2 separate regions of the Sus scrofa genome follow, and region 2 is linked to region 1. The links are chromatin contacts, called in public Hi-C maps. All regions are on one chromosome and are shown on one strand. The core of a region is the stretch at or near the end of the contact, and the rest is flanking DNA. Distances in the headings are between cores, read along the strand shown. Region 1 holds the start of TCTN2 (tectonic-2). Region 2 holds the start of MPHOSPH9 (M-phase phosphoprotein 9).

Region 1 (5,873 bases), core at 2,288-4,787:
TTCCACCCCTAGCCTGGGAACCTCCATATGCTGCAGGAGTGGCCCAAGAAATGGCAAAAAAGACGAAAAAAAACCCAAAAACCTGCGAAACTAAGAGTATAGTTAAATAAACAATGATGTAGCCACACAATGGACTACTATGCAGCTATTAAAAAGAATCTAAGAACTAGATGACATTTAAAAGAATATAAAAACAATGAGGTAAACCTATATGTACTTGTATGAAACAATTTCTAAGTTATACTATTTCTTTAAAGGTACAGAACAGCAAATTGTGCATTATTACTGTGTTTGTTCTTTAAGAAGGGAATGTGTGTTTTCTATAGGCAAAATTTAGCCTGCTGCCTTGGGAAAAGGGAGCTGGATATCAAAAGAGTTCACTGAGGAGTTCCTGTCACGGCTCAGTGGTTAACAAATCCGAGTAGGAACCATGAGGTTTCAGGTTCCATCCCTGGAATCGCTTAGTGGGTTAAGGATCTGACGTTGCCGTGAGCTGTGGTGTAGGTCGCAGACACGGCTCGGATCTGGTATTGCTGTGGCTGTGGTGTAGGCCAGCAGCTACAGCTCTGATTCCACCCCTAGCCTGGGAACCTCTATATGCTGTGGGTGCGGCCCTAAAAAGCAAAAAAAAAAAAAAAAAGAGTTCATTGAAAATCTGCTGGTTTTCTGTAAACTCATTCATGAGTCTTTCCCTTCCTTTTGAGATTTAGTCACAGGAATCAATAAAAGGAAACAAACTTGACTTTCTCTCAAAAAGGATTTAAGGTGGCTTACAAAGATATAAACAACAGATCAAGATACAATGAATCTTAAAGTAAAATAATTCAAAGTGGAAACTTTTAAAATTAAACAAAAGGAAAATAAGCATAGGAAAGCAAGACAGATTCATGAGTAAAGCACACAAATTACATGGCGTATACTTACAATCGGATAATGTTTGCAGTAAAGGTTTTGATAGTCAGAGATTTTACTTGCCTGATGCATTATGGGCCAGAGAGGAGTTGGCATAAATTTCTGCTTGAATGAGTAGATGTGCTAAACAGGACGAATTACGTGAGGCTGAAACCAGAAGAGTCTGGACAATGCACGGGGACTCTGAGAAAGAAGCTGTCTCATTAGAGGAACAGGACTGCAGATCTCTCTTCAACCTCACTGTCACTTCCAATGAATTCTGAAAGGAAAATATTGCTGTATTTTTTATAGTGACTCAAAACAGCATCTATAATTATAAGGGCACACAATGGAAACTGCGATCAGCCTCGGTTCATTTTACAAAAGGAAAACTGTACACAAGGATGACGTCATTCTGTTCAATTCTACCACGTAAACCTATGGCAATATCAAGCCCTGATTCCTAATCCTCAACTTAACATAAAAGTAAGCAATTTTCAGGTATTCAGAGAAAGCTGAACACAAGTGTGATAAGTTAACTCAGTTTGTCTAGCACCTATAAAGGTACTAGACGCTACCAGCAGAAGATGTAATACAAAAAATGTCCGTGAAAACAGACCTGGTTCCTGGGGTGCAAAGTCTGCCTTTCTCAGCCTTTATCCCTGAAGTTGATACTTTACACACACTGGGCACTGAATAAAACATTCATTAAATGTAAAATATTTGATATCTCTAGGCTCAAGTGTCCTTACACATAAGCTCAGATTTAGGTGAGATCAATGGTGTATGAAGCTCTTTTGGGTCACAGATCCATTTGATAATCTCATGGAAGCTGGCAACCCTTATCAGAAAAAAATGTGCATGCAAGTGTGCACACACACACAATTTTAAACACAATTTCAGAGTGTTCACAGACTTCCTCTTTTGTGTGTGTGTGTGTGTGTGTGTGTGTGTCACCCCAGAAGCATATGGATTTCCAAGTCAGGTATCAGATCCAAGCTGCGGCAGATCCTTAATCCACTGTGCTGGGTCAAGGATGGACCCTGCATTCCTGTGCTTCAGAGACACTGCCAATCCCCCTGCATCACAGCAGGAACTCCTCACAGACTTTTTGAAACTAACTCAAAAACTCCTAAGAACCTCTGGGCTGGATAGGTGTCTAGGTGATCTGATAGCCCACAGTTTCATGGTAGTTCCAAGCACTGAGAAAGATCCATCTTGTCCAACCAAGAAAGCCATGCAGGAACTCTAATTATGGGCCTCTGCAGATGCTACTGAAAAGGCTTTTACCTCTGGTCTTACCATACTGGGGGTGACAGTCAAACTCCAGTTTCCAGTCTCATTGCTTAGCATTCGACAATCGGGAACTGGGAATAATCCTACGGGAGAGAAGATTAGAAAGCAAGGCAGTATTGTCCGGCAACTAAGGGGGTGCACTCCTGAATCAGGCTTCTAGGATGGAAGCTGTGTGGCTTTGGACAAGCAACAAACTCTCTGAACTTCAGTTTCTTCACGTGTTAAATGGGATTAAAAGATACTACTGTTCATATGAGAAAAATGAAGTAATGCATTTAAGACCTGGAGATAGCACAATGAATGCTAACTAGTATGATTTCAAGTTTTCGTTTACTGAATCTGTCTTTTGGTCCTCTGGTCCACAGCAGCCGCTCATCCCAACTTTTCAGCGGTCAGAGAGGCCAGGAACCCTGAGGACTAAGCTTCTTGGGCGGCCTGGCCCTGGTCCCAATCTCCTCCCTCCCTACAGGAAGGGCCGGACTCTTTACCCATCTCGTCCTGCAGCAGAGTCAGTGACACGGTCACATCCTCGGTGCCTCCGACCAGGGACGCGCTGACCGCAGGGCCAGACATGCGGATGACAGGAGGGATGAAAACTAGGTGGAGAGAAAGGGACAGGGAAGAGTTAATAGTTGCAGAGTCGAAAGGGACAGGGAAGAGTTAATAGTTGCAGAGTCGCTGCCTACGCTGAGTGGTGACTTTCTTAGGCAGTGTTTTCCAGAGCTCCGGGAGGAGACCCAAATCAGGCCTCAAAACCCTCGTCCTCACCCTCAGCCCCAGTCCCGCTGGCCCCCTACGCAGCCTTACGCACCCAGGTCCCCCCAGAGCGGACTGAAGACTCCCTGCAGAAGGAGAAACCCCAAGAGCAGAGAGACTGGCGGCGGCAAGCGCATGCCTGGGATCTCCCGTGGCCGGCAACACAGGACCGCGCCGGCCTTAGAAGCCTGGAAACTCTGGAACGCCATAACTCCGCCCTGACTGCCTCGCTACCACCATCTTGTCAAGCGCGCCCGGAGCTATGGCAACCACCAATTGGCCTCCGGCCTGACGGAGCGGAGCTTCGTGATTGGAATAGCCGTAGGGAAAGCCCGCCCCCAAATCCGGCCGCAGCGTCCCGGGCCCACCCACAGGCCTTACGTCCTCCCGGCTTGAGGACGTAAAGGATCCACGGAAAGGATCACAGAACCGTAGCCGTGCGCCTCCAATTTGAAACCGGGAATTCCCCCACCCAGAGCTAATTCAGTAATACTGCAAGAGCTACCCTACAGGTATTGGATGCTAAACAAGAACCTTAATAAGCTTGATTTTTAAAAATTTTTTTTTTATTTTCCCACTGTACAGCAAGGGGGTCAGGTTATCCTTACTTGTATACATTACAATTACAGTTTTTCCCCCACCCTTTCTTCTGTTGCGACATGAGTATCTAGACATAGTTCTCAATGCTATTCAGCAGAATCTCCTTGTAAATCTATTCTAAGTTGTGTCTGATAAGCCCAAGCTCCCGATCCCTCCCACTCCCTCCCCCTCCCATCAGGCAACCACAAGTCTCTTCTCCAAGTCCATGATTTTCTTTTCTGAGATGTTCATTTGTGCTGGATATTAGATTCCAGTTATAAGTGATATCATATGGTATTTGTCTTTGTCTTTCTGGCTCATTTCACTCAGGATGAGATTCTCTAGTTCCATCCATGTTGCTGCAAATGGCATTATGTCATCCTTTTTTATGGCTGAGTAGTATTCCATTGTGTATATATACCACATCTTCCGAATCCAATCCTCTGTCGATGGACATTTGGGTTGTTTCCATGTCTTGGCTATTGTGAATAGTGCTGCAATGAACATGCGGGTGCATGTGTCTCTTTTAAGTAGAGTTTTGTCCGGATAGATGCCCAAGAGTGGGATTGCAGGGTCATATGGAAGTTCTATGTATAGATTTCTAAGTTATCTCCAAACTGTTCTCCATAGTGGCTGTACCAGTTTACATTCCCACCAGCAGTGCAGGAGGGTTCCCTTTTCTCCACAGTCCCTCCAGCACTTGTTATTTGTGGATTTATTAATGATGGCCATTCTGACTGGTGTGAGGTGGTATCTCATGGTAGTTTTGATTTGCATTTCTCTTATAATCAGCGATGTTGAGCATTTTTTCATGTGTTTGTTGGCCATCTGTATATCTTCTTTGGAGAAATGTCTCTTCAGGTCTTTTGCCCATTTTTCCATTGATTGATTGTTTTTTTTTGCTGTTGAGTTGTATAAGTTGCTTATATATTCTAGAGATTAAGCCCTTGTCAGTTGCATCATTTGAAACTATTTTCTCCCATTCTGTAAGTTGTCTTTTTGTTTTCTTTTTGGTTTCCTTTGCTGTGCAAAAGCTTTTCAGTTTGATGAGGTCCCATGGGTTTATTTTTGCTCTAATTTCTATTGCTTTGGGAGACTGACCTGAGAAAATATTCATGATGTTGATGTCAGAGAGTGTTTTGCCTATGTTTTCTTCTAGGAGTTTGATGGTGTCCTGTCGTATATGTAAGCCTTTCAGCCATTTGGAGTTTATTTTTGTGCATGGTGTGAGGGTGTGTTCTAGTTTCATTGCTTTGCATAATAAGCTTGATTTTTATGGAGTTTTTAGGTGGAGGAACAAAAAGCTGGCCTGCAGTGCTATAATTCTATAATTATAGAATTGTTTCTATTTACTGATTTATTTTTGGTCTTTTTAGGGCCACATCCATGGCACATGGAAGTGCCCCAGCTAGGGGTCCAATCAGAGCTGCAGCTACCGGCCTACGCCCCAGCAACCTGGGATCCAGCTGCCTCTGCCACCTACACCACAGCTCTCAGCAAGAGGGATCCTTAACCCATTGATCCCCCGTCAGTAGAGCTGGTTACCGCTGAGCCACAATGGAAACTTACTATTTATCTATTTATTTACTTATTTTTATGGCTACATCCATGTAAGGTTCCTGTGCTAGGGATGGCGTCTGAGGCCGCTACCAGATCCTTTAACCCACTGCACCAGGCAGGGGATAGAACCGGTTTCTCAGAAGTCACTCAAGCCTTTGCAATGGGATTTTTTTTTTTTTTTTTTTTTTTTTTTGTCTTTTTAGGGCCACACCTGTGGCACATGGAGGTTCCCAGGGTAGAGGTAGACTCGGAACTGTTGCTGCCGGCCTACGCCACAGCTCAGGGCAATGCCAGATTCTTAACCAACCGAGCGAGGCCAGGGATCAAACCTGCAACTTCAGATTCATTAACCACTGAGCCAAGACGGGAACTCCTGCAGTGGGATTCTTAACCCACTGTGCCACAGCAAGAAGTAGGATCTGGAAATCTCATGCTCTCTTTGAGGAACTACTGATACTTTTACAAATCATGTTTGGATTATTTGAAATAAACAAAATAATCAATTTTTTTTTTTAAAACAGAGCATTAATCCTTTTGCAGATAAAGCCTAAGCGACTGCCTTTAGAATAGCAGGCTAGATAGTTAACAACTATTTCATTATTTACCCTGTAAGAGAATTTCATGGCTTTAAAACTATTACAAGATTAAAAAAGTATCCCATTTTTCTGACACCAAAGTATAAATACACCTTAAAATTGGCCTGCTCTATCCAATGAAAATACCAAATAATTGAAGTTTTGTTAATATTGCTCGCAACATAAAATTACAAGCAAACATTTAAATCTTTATTC
Region 2 (5,873 bases), core at 1,379-3,878, 330 kb after region 1:
CGTACAAGTAATGCAAAATCTCCAGTATGAGGACAGGGAGGGGGAGGGTAAATTAGATGAATCATTATTATACTCAATACATACTTGAATTTCTGAAGACTTCTACTTCTGTTTTCTATATTCAGAAATAATTTCCATGGACTTTATTTTTTATCTGTTGGCCGAGACTTCGGTATGCAGAAGTTCTCGGGTCAGGGATCGAACCCAAGCCACTGCAGTGACAATGCCGGACTTTTAACCTGCTATACTACCACGGAGAACTCCCTCATTAGCTGTTTTTACAAAGCTTTGCTATAGTCTTATTTGCAAAAGTCAATTCCCACTATGAATTTAGAAATATTAAGACCCTACCAAAGAGCTTAACCTAAATTAAAAAAATATGGTGTGTGACAAAAAAAAAAAAAAATATGGTGTGCATAACCTTACCAAAATATTTCACATCAGTTGGTTAATAACTCCATTAATCAGAATACTAGCTCCTGAACATGTTGGCTTATTAAGACATTAACAGATTTTTTTGGAAAGTTATCTAAAATCACACTGCCAGGAGCTCCCGTCGTGGCGTAGCGGAAATGAATCTGACTAGGAACCATGAGGTTGTGGGTTCGATCCCTGGCCTTGCTCAGTGAGTTAAGGATCTGGCACTGCTGTGAGCTGTGGTGTAGGTCACAGATGGGGGCTCGGATCTGGTGTTGCTGTGGCTCTGGCGTAGGCTGGCAGCAACAGCTCCCATTTGACCCCTAGCCTGGGAACCTCCATATGCTGCAGATGTGCCCCTAAAAAAGGACAAAAAACAAACAAACAAACCCACAACTATAATAATAAAAGCACACTGCCAAATACAAAAAACAAAAACACACTCAAACTAAACAAAGTCCATTTGATTTTGTAGCAAAAAGCAATGATCTCCTGTCTCCTGTATTGTTAATCTACATTACTCGATTTTTTTTTTTTTTTTTTTTTTTTTTGGCTTTTTAGGGCCTCACCCTCTGCATACAGGTTTCCAGGCTAGAGGTCAAACTGGAGCTGTACCTGCCGTCCTACACCACAGCCACAGCCACAGCCACGTGGGATCCCAGCAGAGTGCAATCTACACTGCAGCTAACGGCAACGCTGGATCCTTAACCCACTGAGTGAGGCCAGAGATCAAATATGCATCCTCATGGATATTAGTCAGGTTTGTTACTGCTGAGCCACAACAGGAACTCCCCCGTTACTTGATTTTGGACTTAACATTTTTCTTGCAAGAAAACATACCTCCCTCTGCCTAGAACTGTCTCAGGAATTCCCGTTCCCATCTTTCTGTGAGTGCAAAATTCTCAAATAGAAATTTTGTAACCAACTGAAATTAGTGATAAAACTTTTGTGGGGGGGGGGCTTGAAACATGGTCACTGAAAAGAAAGCCATGTGCTTAAAAATAATTTGATTTGGGAGTTCCTTGGAGGTCTAGTGGCTAGAATTTGGCTCATTCACCGCCTGGGGTTCAATCCCTGGTCTGGAAGCTGAGATCTTACTTCAAGCTGCTACAAGCAGTAAGCTAGAAAAAAAAAAATTTTTTTTTTTTTAAATTTTGGTTAAGTATTACACATACAGTACTGATTGGGGATTTACACAACTGGGGAGGGAGGATTTCATTTATTTAAACTTGAAATGTTTCACACATGGAGTTTCGGGTAGACTGAATTTTTACTGTTGAAACAAAATTCTAGGTATTCTTAAGAGGCTCAGATCAGATGGAAGGTCTCTTCACAGATTTGCTATTCCAAGGGCAAATATCTTCTCCATCCTGGCTTCTCAACGACAGGGCTAGCAAAGTCCCTTTCTTGTGTGCTCAGGTCACCTGAAGGGAAATCTAACAGCTAGAAGTACCTTAAAGGTTAAGAACCTTTCGTCTGAAGAATAAGAACTGAACAGCGCGTGTAAGACGGGCTGGGGGCCCACGGGGAGGGATGCGGGTTCTCCTTGGTCCTTTCAAAGGACTGGCAAGAGCAGAACACCCACCATGCCTGAAATAAGCCCTGCTGCGCACTAACAGCTCCCTAAGGCTCTGCCTAAAGAGTAAATGAGCATCGCTCATGTGCCCTCGGGCCTCGGTGGAACTGTTTTCTCCACAAAAGTGGGCTCTCCTCCTCTCCCACTTCAGGTCCGAGAAGAGCCCTTGCCAATCCCCACAGCCTAGGGTAAACCAGGTTCAGGGAAAATTTAGCTCAGGTGTCTGGGCTGGCCTCAGGTCAATGAGCTGAGCGATTCAGGGTTGCGAACTGGGAAACTCAGGGGCACTAGTTCCCAGTCCTCTCTAGGAGCCCCTGACGATCGTGGGCAATCGTGGTACCTGGCTTCTCTGCAGACGCTTACCTGACCTCAGGACTGGCCTCCCGCCACCAATGTTCTGGAGGAACCGGAATCATCGCAGGACCGGGAAAGCAAACGCGATCCCGGGCCTGCGCACGCGCGGTATTCCTGCCGCAGCCCCCGCTCACCTGAGTCCCTTCATCTTACTAACTGCGCATGCGGGAAACAGAGGCTACTTTCCCGCGTAGCTGCAGTAGGTTCCCAGAGAGCCAATCAGATGAGAGGACCTGACAGCAGCCCCGCCCCCTCTCTTTTCTCAGGCATCCGACAGCCACTTCCTTGGGAGTTGGGGGACTGGCCTCTGGAAGTCGACGCGCTGGCCGCGGCTCGGCCGTCTCCGCCCCCTTCCGGGCAGCCAATTGCATCTAAGACGTCTGGCGCGCGCACGCTCCCTCGAGTTTAACGGTCGCGAGAGGCCGCTCGCCCGATCGTAACATCAGCAGTGAGAGCCGGGGCCAGGTAAGCGGCCGCCGGCCTGAGGGGAGCTGCCAGTCACGGGGGAAAGGGGACGCGATATCGAAGACACCAACTCAGCGGACCCTTGGGTGTGCTGATGGGTTAGGGCGGGGGTAGCCGACGGTCAGCAGAAACCACCGCAGCAAAACCAGCGGGCGTGTGGGGCTTTGCCTGCGGACGTGAGCCTTTTCTAGACTCTGTGCCCTTGAGTGACATCCTCACGGCCCAATCGCGGAGCACCTCTTCCCGAGGGGCGGGGGGCTTGAGGGATTTCGCTTTTCTCCCCCCACACCCCCCGCTCAGCTTCCTCTGCTTACTTTTGGGGGATTATAATTATAGTTTATTGGTTGGAGCAGTGGCTTTAACTCTGGCCTCTCTACTGTCTACAGTTGAGGCGACTGCGTGGGTCCTCCCTCGCCTTCCTACTTTAATCCGAGAGCCGCCAGCAGCAGTTGCGGTGCGTCTGTGAGCACGAGAATGTCAGGATCTGGCCTCAAAACCTGAAATCATCCCTTCCGTCCCCCTTCTCAGGTTCCCAACAAAGCAGAACGCCTCGTTAACATATTCTCAGTGAATCAGTTGTTCTTTTCCCCGTTAACTCCTTTTTTTTGCTAGGAGCTGGAGACATCAAAAGCATCATATTTTGTTGCTGGAAGATACAAAAATGTCTCAGTTCTTATATACATTCTCCAGCAGCTTTTTAAAATTTTGCATTGTGTATCGGTTTTTTATCTTTTTAGGGCCGTACCCACCGCATACGGAGTTTCCCAGGCTAGGGGTCGAATTGGAGCTGCAGCCACTGGCCTAGGCTACAGCCACAGCCAGGCCAGATCCGAGCCCCGTCTGCGACCTACACCGTATGTCCGGATCCTAAACGCACTTAACAAGGCCAGGGATCGAACCTGCGTTCTCACAGTTCCTAGTCAGATTCCTTTCCGCTGAGCCACGAAGGGAACTCCTATATCAGTTTTTTAAAAATTTATCTCTGCTGTCACCCAGCTCTTTCCCCCCACCCCCCAAACTGGGGAAGCCTCATCGCATTTCACATGGTTTTCCATCTGCATCTACTGCATCCGGATTAACTCAGTGGGGGAAATAATTGATGGGGTATCATTTGCATGCAGATGCACCTCCCTGGAGAGCTTGTGTTTTCCTGCTAGAAGAGCAAGGTGATTTGAATTCCGGTATTTTCGTTGCCAGATGGAAGGTGCAGCCTCTGACTTTTTCAATACCCCATTTGTCGTTGGTGATGGGCTGAGTCACTGGGGAGAAATCATTTAGCTAGGTCCGGTTACCCTTGGCTTTCACACCTGTCCCTGAAGGAAATGATTCCTTTATGAGCTGATGTTTTCAAGGTTGCTTTGTCAAACCGGGCCCTAGAAAGTGGGAACCTAGAGGAACCAGAATAATAGTTAATTTTCCTCTTTCTCATTCCTTAACACTTCTGTTTTGTAAGCAGCATAGGTTTTCTTTATTTTTTCCCCTTACTCCATGGCTCCTTTTTTTTTTTTTTTTTTTTTTTTTAAACTACATGAGTTGACTTGTTATAACCAGTTTATCTCTGTACATCTAGCTTCAGTTAAATTTTAGTTGACCTGGCAAATAGTTATTTTTAAGAAGTAGCATATGCATAGAGTACTTTTGGATATGCATAGAGTTTTTTCTTTTCTTAAAAAATAGAGTACAAAAGTACTCCATGCATATAGTATATGGGGAAAAAGCCATTGTTAACAGTTTAATTGGCTGTTTTCAGTACCAAATTAAATACTAAGTAGTTCCTATTCATTTATTCACTGTATGAATCAACAGGCATAGATAATATGGTAGAACTTGTTAAAGACATGAACAAGGCATGTAAGTATTCCAGTTGTTACTAGTAGAATTGTGTCTGGAACTTTGATTATTAAACTTTTTTTTTGTCTTTTTAGGGCCCCACCCTTGGCATATGGAGGTTCCCAGGCCAGGGGTCAAATCAGAGCTGTAGCTGTTGGCCTACACCACAGCTCATGGCAACGCCGAATCCTTAACCCACTGAGCAAGGCCAGGGATCACATCTTCGTCCTTGTGGATGCTAGTTAAATTCGTTTCCGCTGAGCCACAACAGGAACTCCTGTCAAACATGTTTTGAAATATAACCTGAAAAGAAACACTTCTGCAAATTACCATTATTGTAGTTTTTTTATTGAGATATAATTCGCATACTGCAAATTTTTTTAAAGTATACAATTCAGTGAGTTTTAGTATATTCACTAGTATAGAATTGTAGAACCATCACTACTAATTCTAGAACTTTTCATCTGCCCCAAAAGATACCCCAGACCTTTCAGTCACTCCCATTCTTTCCTTCTCTCAGCTCCTGGTAACCATTAATCTCATTTCTATCTACTCTAGATAATTCTTATGAATGGACTCATACAATACATAGTCTTTTATTGAGCTTCTTTTGCTTAGCATAATGTTTTCAGTGTTCATCCACATTGTAGCATAAATCAGTGCTTTATTCTTTTCTGTGATGAAAAAAGATTCCATTATATGGCTAATCACATTGTTTATCCATGTTTCAGTTGATGGACATTTGCGTTGTTTCTGAATTTTGGCTCTTATGAATAATGTTGCTATCCTTAATATAGATTTATATAAAAGGATCAAGGTTTTCAAAGTCTTGAAAAGACAGTTGCTAGGTTTAGTGGCTTTTTGTAATTTTTGTTCCTCATTCATTTTCAGACTCTCTCTGGAGCTTAGGACATTTCACAGTTCTGAATGTCAGCAACTGAAAATGCCTGTAGACGATGAAGCATCTGAAGATGACTCGGATTCAGTTTCTTCAAACAGTGAAAGAATCTGCATTTCCAAACGAGAGAGTGTAACAATTTCTGTACACTATGGAAGATTTTGACTTGGGGAAACCCTTACAAAAAGCGTCATCTTCTGTAGAATCCAAGATAAAAAATTCTTCCCATTCTCTTGGACTGAACTTAAATACTACTAATAGGTAAGAATGAGATAGATTTCTCTTTTTTTGAGTAATGACATATCAAAATAATTTAATTTGCATAGTTTACCA

Evidence for each region. Hi-C and Micro-C count contacts between places; a contact is called where the count stands out from the background.
Region 2: a Hi-C map of skeletal muscle shows a contact between it and region 1, with 3 times the contacts expected there. The contact joins the promoter of MPHOSPH9 here to the promoter of TCTN2 in region 1. A contact is called at or near these places in 1 of 47 Hi-C or Micro-C datasets (skeletal muscle) and 1 of 2 datasets of contacts at active chromatin or transcription factors (alveolar macrophages).

The regions. Positions count from the first base shown.
Region 1 is chr14:29,329,526-29,335,398 of Sscrofa11.1, forward strand. It overlaps TCTN2 (tectonic-2), which reads right to left and starts at 3,538. Exons shown (of 18, transcript XM_021072256.1): 1 at 2,999-3,538; 2 at 2,676-2,783; 3 at 2,182-2,270; 4 at 976-1,171. The coding sequence starts at 3,152.
Region 2 is chr14:29,656,400-29,662,272 of Sscrofa11.1, forward strand. It overlaps MPHOSPH9 (M-phase phosphoprotein 9), which reads left to right and starts at 2,629. Exons shown (of 24, transcript XM_021074060.1): 1 at 2,629-2,812; 2 at 5,534-5,801. The coding sequence starts at 5,692. C14H12orf65 (probable peptide chain release factor C12orf65 homolog, mitochondrial) reads right to left here and starts at 2,507. Exons shown (of 4, transcript XM_001928287.6): 1 at 2,357-2,507.